Regions from separate parts of the Bos taurus genome. Here region 1 is linked to region 2. A link is a contact called in public Hi-C data. All regions are on one chromosome and are shown on one strand. The core of a region is the stretch at or near the end of the contact, and the rest is flanking DNA. Distances in the headings are between cores, read along the strand shown.

Region 1 (5,260 bases), core at 2,252-4,751, 40 kb after region 2:
GGCAACCCACTCCAGTATTCTTGCCTGGAGAATCCCAGGGACGGGAGAGCCTGGTGAGCTGCCATCTGTAGGGTCACACAGAGTCAGACACGACTGAAGCAACTTAGCAGCAGCAGCATTGGTTTCTGGGTGTTCCCCTAGGGTCATTTGTGTCCTAAGATTTTAGGTCAAAAAAGATAGACTAGCATATTTTTCAGAAGTAGTGTTGACATGAACACTAACTTTTTGGTGGAAATAGAGTACACACCAATGAATGAACCAACCCAGATGACACTATGATTTTTCTAAGTGTATCAACATTTTACTCTTTGAAAAAATACTGGGAGATCAGTTTTTCCTGTTTTTCATTTTGTTTTTTTGTTTTGCATTTATAATCTTTGTATATGGACTTACACCAGATACAGAAATAGGGGAGCAGAATAGTGGAGAGGGCATTTACAAATATACTAACTTGTTTTTACTGTTGTTATCAATAACATTATTATTTTCACAAAGCATTCTCTAATAGGAATAGGAGATGACCCTAAATGGACTTTGAAAGTTTGTTCAGTCTGAACTACCTTCAAGTAGAAATGTTTTTGTTCACCTTCCGAAGTAGCCCTTAGAGGGAATAGTGGGAGTATTTTACGAAGGCTGAACTAAATTCTCAGGTTCACCTAGCTCTAGTTAAAAGTTTGAAGTGTCTTGGTTTGATGTCTTTTTGGCTGATCTGTTTCATGGTATCATTTTTTAGAAGACTTTCTCGCCAAAAGTAGAAAAAGGAAAAATAGTAACAGAAGGAAACTACTTCAAAAAGTAGTGTTGGAAGTCTGTTCCTCTTCAGATGACACCAGTGCTTAGAACTTTTGACTCAAAGCTCTTCATTTCCTACAAATACTTTTTTTCCACTGTTCCAAAGGTGGAAGAAGCTCTGAATGGCAAAAATTCTGTGCTTTTTTAAAACCTGCTGGATAACTTCTCATCTCTAAGAGTACTGAAGTTTTGTCATACCAGACTGTGTATAACAAATCACAAAACATATGCATAAAGAAATCTAGACTCTTCTAATTGTGCCAATCCATGGGTAAAAAACTTACTTCTGGAGCCACACAGCTGTTGAAATCAGTCATATTTACAATTTTTACAAATGAGTTTATTTTAATAAAAACAAGTTACTCTGTGAACATGATCTCTAAACAGATTTATGTGGGTTGGCACAATCTGCTATGCTAAACATATAATTCATATTGCTTAGGTCTGCAACCAGTTTTTTCTTTTTTGAGTGATGATAACAGTCTTGCTTTGTACAAGGGTACCAAATAATTGGCAGCAATTCAGCTAAGGACACTGTTCTCAGCATTGAGCTATTGAAATTGTTTTCCTGGACAGAACTGCCCTCTGGGCATGGCCCTAAATTGGGAGAACTCTGGGCTGCTGGCACTGGGCAGTGAACCAGGCAGACAGCTTATAGAGAGAAGAAAGCGACTATAAATTGATGCTAAAGAAGAGGGGGAGGGGGAGGAGGAGTGGGAGAAAAGAGAGAAGGCAGAAAAAGGGAGGAAGAGAGAGAGGGAAAGAGGGAGAGAAAGGTAAAATTTATATTCATAAATTCATACCCTTGAAGGGGTCTCTTGATGTATTTCTCCTTGATCTTTCTGACTGCTCACCGTGCTTGATGTTTTTATCCTCAGCGTTTTTTGCTTAGTTACTAAACTGTAATCTCCTTGAAGACAGAAACGTTGCCTGACTCAGCTTTTCAGCTTCCACAGTGCCTGGCATACACTGGTACTCAAAAACCTAGTTGTTAAATGCTCAACAAAAGATGAATTTCCCTATCTGAAGCATTTCATTTCCTCAGATAAATCCTAAGCGTGTCTCGGGGGTCACAGTACTGCCCCCTAGGGGACGTATTGAAATTTTGTGGGGGCATGTTTTGTATTGTAGCTCTCATGCTGGTGCCAGGTTTTCCCACAGTGAAAAACATTTTCTGATTTTTATTGAAACTAGTATAATATTTAAAAATACATTCCTTTTGCTTATTTCATCTTTATATTATTAGACCATTACAGTGGTTTCTTGTACATAGTTTACTTGTCAATAAATTGAATTCCAGAAGAGTAATGTTAAATTTTTGTTTTGTTGCATACAGGGTGTGGACTATGGCTGATTGAATGCCTACTTTTACAAGATTAAGCTTTGCTTGCTTCTGCTTCCACAAGTTCTGGGGTTCTAAGACGAACCATATAAGTAAAAGGAAGCGGGTGTACATTGATTTCAACCATCAAGCTTTTGCTTTAAGCAGCTGCATGTTTTGGGATTAATGTGGCTCAGCGGAGCGCTGCTGTCAAAGCACAGAGGGTCTAGGACTGGGGTGGCGGCGGGGAATGAACACTAAGCCACCAGAGAGTTCTCACACGTCCTGGTCCGTGAATCTGAGCCGACTAGCTTGAGGGTGAGCCGTTTCTCTTTGCTTTGGTCTGTACTTTTCTCCATTTTAAAAATGATGTGGGGGGCGGAGGGAAGGAGGGAGGTGTGGAGGGGCCATTTTCCCCAAAGCCTGGGTCCCTCGCTGCGGGGCTGGTTCCCATTGAAGCTGTCGGGATTTGACGACCACAGCTTGAAAAGAAAGCCCTTCAGAAGAGTGACTCGTGAGAAGGCAAAGGAGGGCTTTCGAGAGCAGAGGGTGGCTTGGTCTTGAACGGCGGTTCCAAGTGAGGTTGAACCGAACTTTCGGTGTCCGACGGTGGAGGGGCGGCTTTTGGCCGAATAGGAGGCAAGTGGAGGCGGGGCGGCAATTGACAGGAGGTGGGGCTTCGGGCTAGAAATCAAGAAAGATCTCAGGAAGGCGGGGCTTCTATTGACAGTGGGTGGGGCTCCCGCCGAATGGGGTGGGGCTTGGGGTAATATTGCCACCAAATGGAGCTCATGATGACAAGGGGCGTTTCTCGCGATCCAGCGGTGACACTAGGAAGGCGGAGCGCCCAGAGGCGGGGCCACAACTGGCAGAAGGCGAGGCGCCTTCTGGATTGACCTGAATGAAGACCAGGCTTCTGCCAGTAGTAGGCGGAGCTATCACCGGCAAGGGAGCGGGGCCGCTTCAAGACCTGGAGAAGGCGGGGCTTCTGTTGACAGAGGGTGGAGCTTCCGTAGACGGGGGCGGGGCTTCTGTTGACAGAGGGGCGGGGCGGCTCCCTACCTCCCGCCGTGCGCCAATCCCGGGGGCAGAGACCTAGGTCGAACCCCAGGGGAGCAGCAGGGTCCCAGGGTAGAGAGCCAGGCGCGGAGCGGGGTGGGGGCGCGCGGAAGGCGCGCGCGCGGGAGGGCCCCGCCTCGGCCGGCTCTTCCCCTCCCCCCTCCCGCCTCCGGTCGGCTGCTGGGGCGCGCGCCTCGCCTCGCACCCCCACCCCCGACTCTCTGCGCTCTGCCGGGTCCGCCGCGCTGCCGAAGCCGTGAGCCGGCCCACCGAGCGGTTCCGGGTATAGGGTTCACAGGTCAGAGTTGACTCCCTGAAAAGTGCAGCCGGTTTGAAATGCAAGATGGCGGCGGCGGGGCTCTGAGAGGCGCGGCGGCCCCTGCAGGTAGCGGCCCGAGCGGGCTCCGCGACGAGCGGCCCAGGGAGTCCGGGGCTACGGGTGGGAACCAACAGAGCAGAGCTCGCGGCCGGCGAGGCGGGCCGGGAAGGCGAGCGGCACGCGGGCAGGACGGAGGAGGGCGGCCCCGGGGCAGAGCCCCCAGGGGGCTGAGCGCGCTCATCGCGACTGGTGGCAGGACGGACCGGCGCGGGGCGTCCGAGGGGCAAGGACCGGGCCTGCCTGGGCCGGGATCGCCGTCGGGGGACAGACCCCGAGCTTCCTCTGCGCTCTTGGGGTCTCTGCGGCTGTGGAAGGAGCTGGGGGTGGGCTTTGTAAGGGAAAATCTCAGCCCGCCTCCCTACGAGAGGACTGAGCAACTTGGGATTGTTGATGGGAGTGAGAACGGGGTCTCCTTAGAAGGGGGGCAGGCGCCGCAGGGATGGACTACCCCAGCAGTGTTGAGGATCCTAGGGGAGGGAGATCGGGAGTCCTGACCTGCTGGGGCATGTGGCTTCGTGGGGACTCAGTCTCCCTGAGAGGAGAGATTCTCTTGCTGGAGCTGAGCGCACTAGCATTGGGGTTGGAGCCCCCAAAAACCCTTTGGGGAGAGGCTGTACCCCACTTCAGGGAAGGCTGGGCACCCATTTCAGGGCAAGACTCAGAGTTGAGTCCTTAGCTCTATTATGTTTTGAAGAAGCCCTGGGACTTGAGAAGTTGATGAAAGAGAATGGAAATGTTATCCGTCCCTTTCAGGAGGGAGACTGGGAAGCTGACCAGGGACTACTTCGAGCCTTAGGGCCTGAAGGGAACAAGCTCCTGACCTTTGCGGGGAATGAGAGTCTAGGAAGGAGCTCTGAGAGGAAGGGGGTCAAACGGCAGGAAAGAAGAGCCCTGGGGGATGCCCTTTCCCTGTGTATTTACACCAAAGTTCTAGAGAAAGGGACTTAAAATTCTTTGTTCCAATACATCCCTCCCCGCCTCTCTGTGGGTAACAGTAAGGGAAAAGCAGAACCCCGAGAAGAAAAAGGCTCCGTTGCATATCCTTAGCTTAGGTTAGGGAAGGATCAAACTCTCTGGCAGGGCTTCAGTGAGAGATTCGGGATAGGAGGATTAAGAAGCGGGAAAGGGGATGGATAGAGGAGGGATGTGGGGAAGAGATTGGGCAGAGCGGGAATGCCACAGCGCTTTTCTGTCATCTCACCCCAGCTGTAAAGAAAAACAAGAAAAGGGGCTCATCTTTGCTGGGAGAAAACATGTCTGGAACACTACTGATAGAGAATTTGTATGTAACGTGTTTAAGTCGGGATTCCACGTAACTTGAAGAAGCAGTTCTTTTGGAGAGTGAGAGTTTATCTGAAAAGGGAAAATCACAGAATTGAGAAATAGAGTGGTTCCCAGTGAGGGAGGGAGAAGCAGCTTTATCCCAGGAACAGTGACTATTTGTTGGGTTGGAGTGTTTGTGTGTGCCTGACCTACAGGCACGCACCTTAAGATTCGTTAGTATTGGTCACTGTTTCTCAGTCTTTGTCTGAAAGCTTTAACTTACATTATATGGTGCTGTGTGAACTATCCTTGCTTCTGAAAAATTATCCTGAAAAAGTCGTTTGTTTTTATGCCAGTTGGTGAGGGTGACGGAATTTGGTTTTAACAGGGATATTGACCCTAGCACATTCTTAGATTAAAAAAAAAAAATGTCTTGAGTAGCAGTT
Region 2 (4,657 bases), core at 823-3,322:
TTTATCTGAATTGGAATATCAGTATGAACTCATGATGAAATTTATTTTTGAAGAAAAAATAATTCCTGTCTCTGGACGCTAAAAAGACCTAGAAGCAATCACAGTCCAGTATATTCTGTTTTACTTTGGCATCCTTTGATAATGTGTACACAATGAAGTTTTTGAAGCTTTTTTTTTTTTAAGTTTCTGTTTATCTGCCTAATACTTGTGTGTATATATTTTTTATTGCATCCTTGTTTGAGAACTCCAGAGTTCTATGTGAAATTGTGCTTTATGAAATGGCTTCCAGGATCCATTTGTAGCATTCTAAAAAGTGTGTTTTCCATTGATTTTAAATGTCTGTGTGCCATGTAGTATGTTATTTTACAGATTTTCGTTTTTAATAGTCTATTGAAAATAGTGGGATGTGCTGAGAAAATTTATTCACACATTTAATGTATTAAATCGTCACAAAAAAAGAAGTGATGTATTCGGCTTCTATATAGTTAATCTCTTCTCTCTTATTTTTAAATTTAGTTCAATTGTTTCCACCTTGCTAGCTCTTATGGATGGATTGGACAGCAGAGGAGAAATTGTGGTCATTGGTGCTACCAACAGACTGGATTCTATTGATCCTGCTTTACGAAGGCCTGGTCGTTTTGACAGAGAATTCCTATTTAGCCTACCTGATAAAGATGTAAGAATTTAACATTACTCAAATTTTGACAAAATTGATTGTGCTTATCTTGAACAAGTCTTAGTATAGTGCAAACTGGAAGATTGAGTTTTGTACTGAGGCAAAGTTGTATGATTAACATTCAAGTAGGTATGTATGTATTTTTAGAGAGGCATTATTTAAAGAATAGAACTCAGATAATTTTTTATTTTATTTATTTCTTTATTATTTGGGGGAATGCATACCTTGTGGCATCTTAGTTCTCCAACCAGGATTTTAACCCAGGCTCATGACAGTGAAAGTGCCAAGTCCCAAACACTGGACCAGGGCATCTCTGGACGTGCACCTCCGCACCCGCCCCGCCACCCCAAGCACAGCCTTTGCTTGTTAGTCATATAGCTTTATTTTGATTCAGAACACATGGCCTAACAGTCAGTCCTTAGCCAGTTCATTAGACTTGACTTTTTCATGGATACAACCATATAATTCTACCCAGTTACTTTAAAGCTGCTGAATATTTTGAGAACCAAGTACGAAAATATGGGTAGAGCTGTCAGTACGCAACTGTTTTTAATATGTACAATAAACAATAATCCAGCAGTTAGTTAATTTTTCTCATTCACATTTGTGATGACTAGAACTTGAGCACTAAAAATGCAGTCTTATTTAATACAAATTTCTTAAGCTCATACAAATATATCATTTTTTTCCATTTTTAATGTTTCATATTTCTGTTTATATTAGGTATTGACAGCTTTACATTTTTAGATAACCCAATTATCTTAAAGTTACCCTAATCTAAATAGCACTATATTATTATAGAAAAATTAAATTGTTTTTGTTTGTAGGCTCGAAAAGAAATTCTAAAAATTCACACAAGGGATTGGAATCCTAAACCACTGGACATGTTTCTGGAAGAACTAGCAGAAAACTCTGTTGGTAAACATTGCTTTAAGTATTAAAAGAAATATTACATGCATTTCAAAGATGGAACAAGTTGTAGTTTTGCCAAGGTTTAAAGAAACCTTGTTTCTTGTTTAAAGAAATACAAAGTTAGATTTGTTTCTTATTTATAATTTGTGGCATGTTTTCTTATAAAGTCCTAGATACCATATAGAGGTGTTTAACATCTTGACTGTCAAAGAATTTGAGAATGAAGTTAGATCTTTTGCTGTTTACATTTTTCTAATTATCCTGTTAAGTATTCTACATAAGCTATTGCAGGTAACTCTTACATCAATCCTGTGAAGTAGGTAGCTTTATTCCTATTTTACAGATATAGAAATGGCTGAGAAAGCATAAATGATTCTCTAAAAAGATCACACATCTAGTAAATGACAAACTGGAATTTGATCCTGATTATCTGATTTCAAAACTCATGCTCTTGACCCCTGCGCTCTGCTTTTAGTGCTTGCGTATTTCACTCTCAAAAGTTGATTGATTTGTTAGGGGTTATTATCAATCATGTGAGTTCACTGAGGGGCTGAGAGACATTTTAGCCTTATTACTCCTAAATATTTTGCTACTATATTGCTAGGCTGATGTTTAGTTTTCTTTTAACCATTGTCTTGCTTAATATGGTGGTGATTTACTTTAATTTTTTTTCTTTTTTGGTTGCCTTGGATAGGATACTGTGGTGCAGATATCAAGTCAATATGCTCTGAAGCTGCTTTATGTGCTCTGCGTCGACGCTACCCACAGATCTATACCACTAGTGAGAAACTGCAATTGGATCTCTCTTCAATTAATATCTCAGCTAAGGATTTTGAGGTAGCTATGCAAAAGATGATACCAGCCTCCCAGAGAGCTGTGACGTCACCTGGGCAGGCACTGTCCACCATTGTGAAACCACTACTGCAGAGCACTGTTCACAAGATCCTAGAAGCCCTGCAGAGAGTGTTTCCACATGCGGAAACCAGGACAAACAAAGCGTTAGACTCCGGTATGAAACTTGATTGACTGTTTAGTTTTCATAGTCAGTAAAACTAAGTATTTTGTACATCTCAGTAATGTTTCTTTATGAAAGAGACTCTTGAAAGGAATTTGGTCATGCCTTTCCTAGATATCAAGGAAGTTTACTTCACAGATTTCCCTAGACTTCCTTTATTTTAGGTTTGAAGTGCATTTTAAAATTTACTTGTTATTTATATGTACACAAACTTTTTTGAAAAAAAATCTCATTGGGGTTGCTAACTGAAGCATTATGTGAAGATCCACTTTGTAATTGAGAAAAGCTACTAATGTACACTTTTTTTGCTTGCTTTACAGATATTTCTTGTCCTCTCTTAGAAAGTGACTTGGCATACAGTGATGATGATGTTCCATCGGTATATGAAAATGGACTTTCTCAAAAATCCTTTAATAAGGCAAAAGAAAATTTTAATTTTCTTCATTTGAATAGGTACATTTCCCTTGAAAATTTATATATATGTATATATATATTCATTTGGAGAAGGAAATGGCAACCCACTCCAGTATTCTTGCTTGGAGAATCCCAGGGACAGAGGAGCCTGTTGGGCTGCCATCTATGGGGTCGTGCAGAGTCAGACACAACTGATGCGACTTAGCAGCAGCAGCAGCATATGTATTCATTCTCATGTGAATTCCCTAAAACTAAATGAAATTATGCTTGAGAAGATAAAGGATGCCAGCTAATTTACTTTTTTAAAAATTAAAATATTAGAAAATATTTTGTTACAGTTGTCATGATGTTAGAAACTATAAAGTATTGTTTCTAAATACTTTTCTAAATACAGTTTTCTAAATACTTTCTAAATACAGTTTCTAAAAATCTGTAAAGTTCGATTATTTCCAAGAGCCACATGAATCATGCTGCTATGATTGACTGGCCATATTGTCAAAACTTTTGGCTTATAAAAGTTCATAATTGATAATTGGGAGAGAAATTTAAGCTTTTTTTCCCTAAAACATAGGTTATTACTCATTTCTTTCAGAAATGCTTGTTATCAACCTATGTCTTTTCGACCAAGAATGCTGATAGTGGGCGAACCAGGATTTGGGCAAGGTTCTCATTTAGCACCAGCTGTCATCCATGCTTTGGAAAAATTTACAGTGTACACTTTAGACATTCCTGTGCTTTTTGGAGTCAGTGCTACATCTCCTGAAGAAACATGTGCCCAGGTAATTCATTGTTGCCCAGACAAATAAGCTGTAAGGTGAAGTAGTCTTCCAGAGACAAAGTCTAGAATTGCTTCATTCTTTTTTATATTGTGTTTTTTGGTCTTTCTGATTTCTGACTTCATGTTTTCAAAACAGAACCATGCCTAACTGCTTAGTTATTAAAAAGTATGACTTTAAATCCTTTTCCACTTCTTAATTACTATGTGACTTAGGAAAGTTTATTAAGTCTTTCTGCCCCATTTTCCCCATTTGCAAAATGGAAAAATCAGTAGTTACATGATTGTTGTGAGAATTAAATGAGTGAAGTACTTAAAACAGTGATGGCTATGCAAAAAGTATGCAAATATTCTGCTGCTTCTTTTTTGCTATAGTTATATTAAAAGTTTGTAAAAGTGTTTTATGTATTTTTATATTTAACCTTGGTTGCCATAACAGAAAAGTCTTTTAGATTTCTTGAGCTGTTTTCTAATTGCTTGAAGCAATTATGTTTTTCTAAAAATGAAACTTTTATAAAAATATTCAAAAACAAGATGGTGGGATTGGGGGAAGCATTTTTTAGACTTAAGGGTTTTATATGACAGTTCTGGGAAGTTAAATTGTTCTAGATTTAAAACGCACACTGCTAATGTGCTGACTCTCTAAATGTATGTAATTGTTTTCTTTCTCTACTAGGTGATTCGTGAAGCTAAGAGAACAGCACCAAGTATAGTGTATGTTCCTCACATTCACTTGTGGTGGGAAATAGTTGGACCAACACTCAAAGCCACATTTACCACATTATTACAGAATATTCCTTCTTTTGCTCCAGTTTTACTACTTGCCACTTCTGACAAACCCCATTCCACTCTACCAGAAGAGGTA

The links. A called contact is a pair of places that touch in the nucleus more often than the background predicts.
Region 1: a contact with region 2 is called in a Hi-C map of liver, with 4 times the contacts expected there. The contact joins the promoter of ZHX1 here to the enhancer-like site in region 2. A contact is called at or near these places in 2 of 11 Hi-C or Micro-C datasets (liver and skin fibroblasts).

Annotation. Positions count from the first base shown.
Region 1 is chr14:16,530,934-16,536,193 of ARS-UCD2.0, forward strand. It overlaps ZHX1 (zinc fingers and homeoboxes 1), which reads left to right and starts at 3,502. Exons shown (of 4, transcript NM_001110095.1): 1 at 3,502-3,557.
Region 2 is chr14:16,492,284-16,496,940 of ARS-UCD2.0, forward strand. It overlaps ATAD2 (ATPase family AAA domain containing 2), which reads left to right. Exons shown (of 28, transcript NM_001099020.3): 14 at 517-676; 15 at 1,504-1,594; 16 at 2,283-2,597; 17 at 2,924-3,056; 18 at 3,610-3,796; 19 at 4,469-4,654. Among named protein-coding and RNA genes, the nearest start is that of ZHX1, 40 kb to the right of the region's middle. Within about 2 kb of position 2,073, at least 1 of the 102 cell types and tissues checked has an H3K27ac peak or open chromatin away from gene starts, as enhancers often do. A contact at or near this core is called in liver, where this site is marked.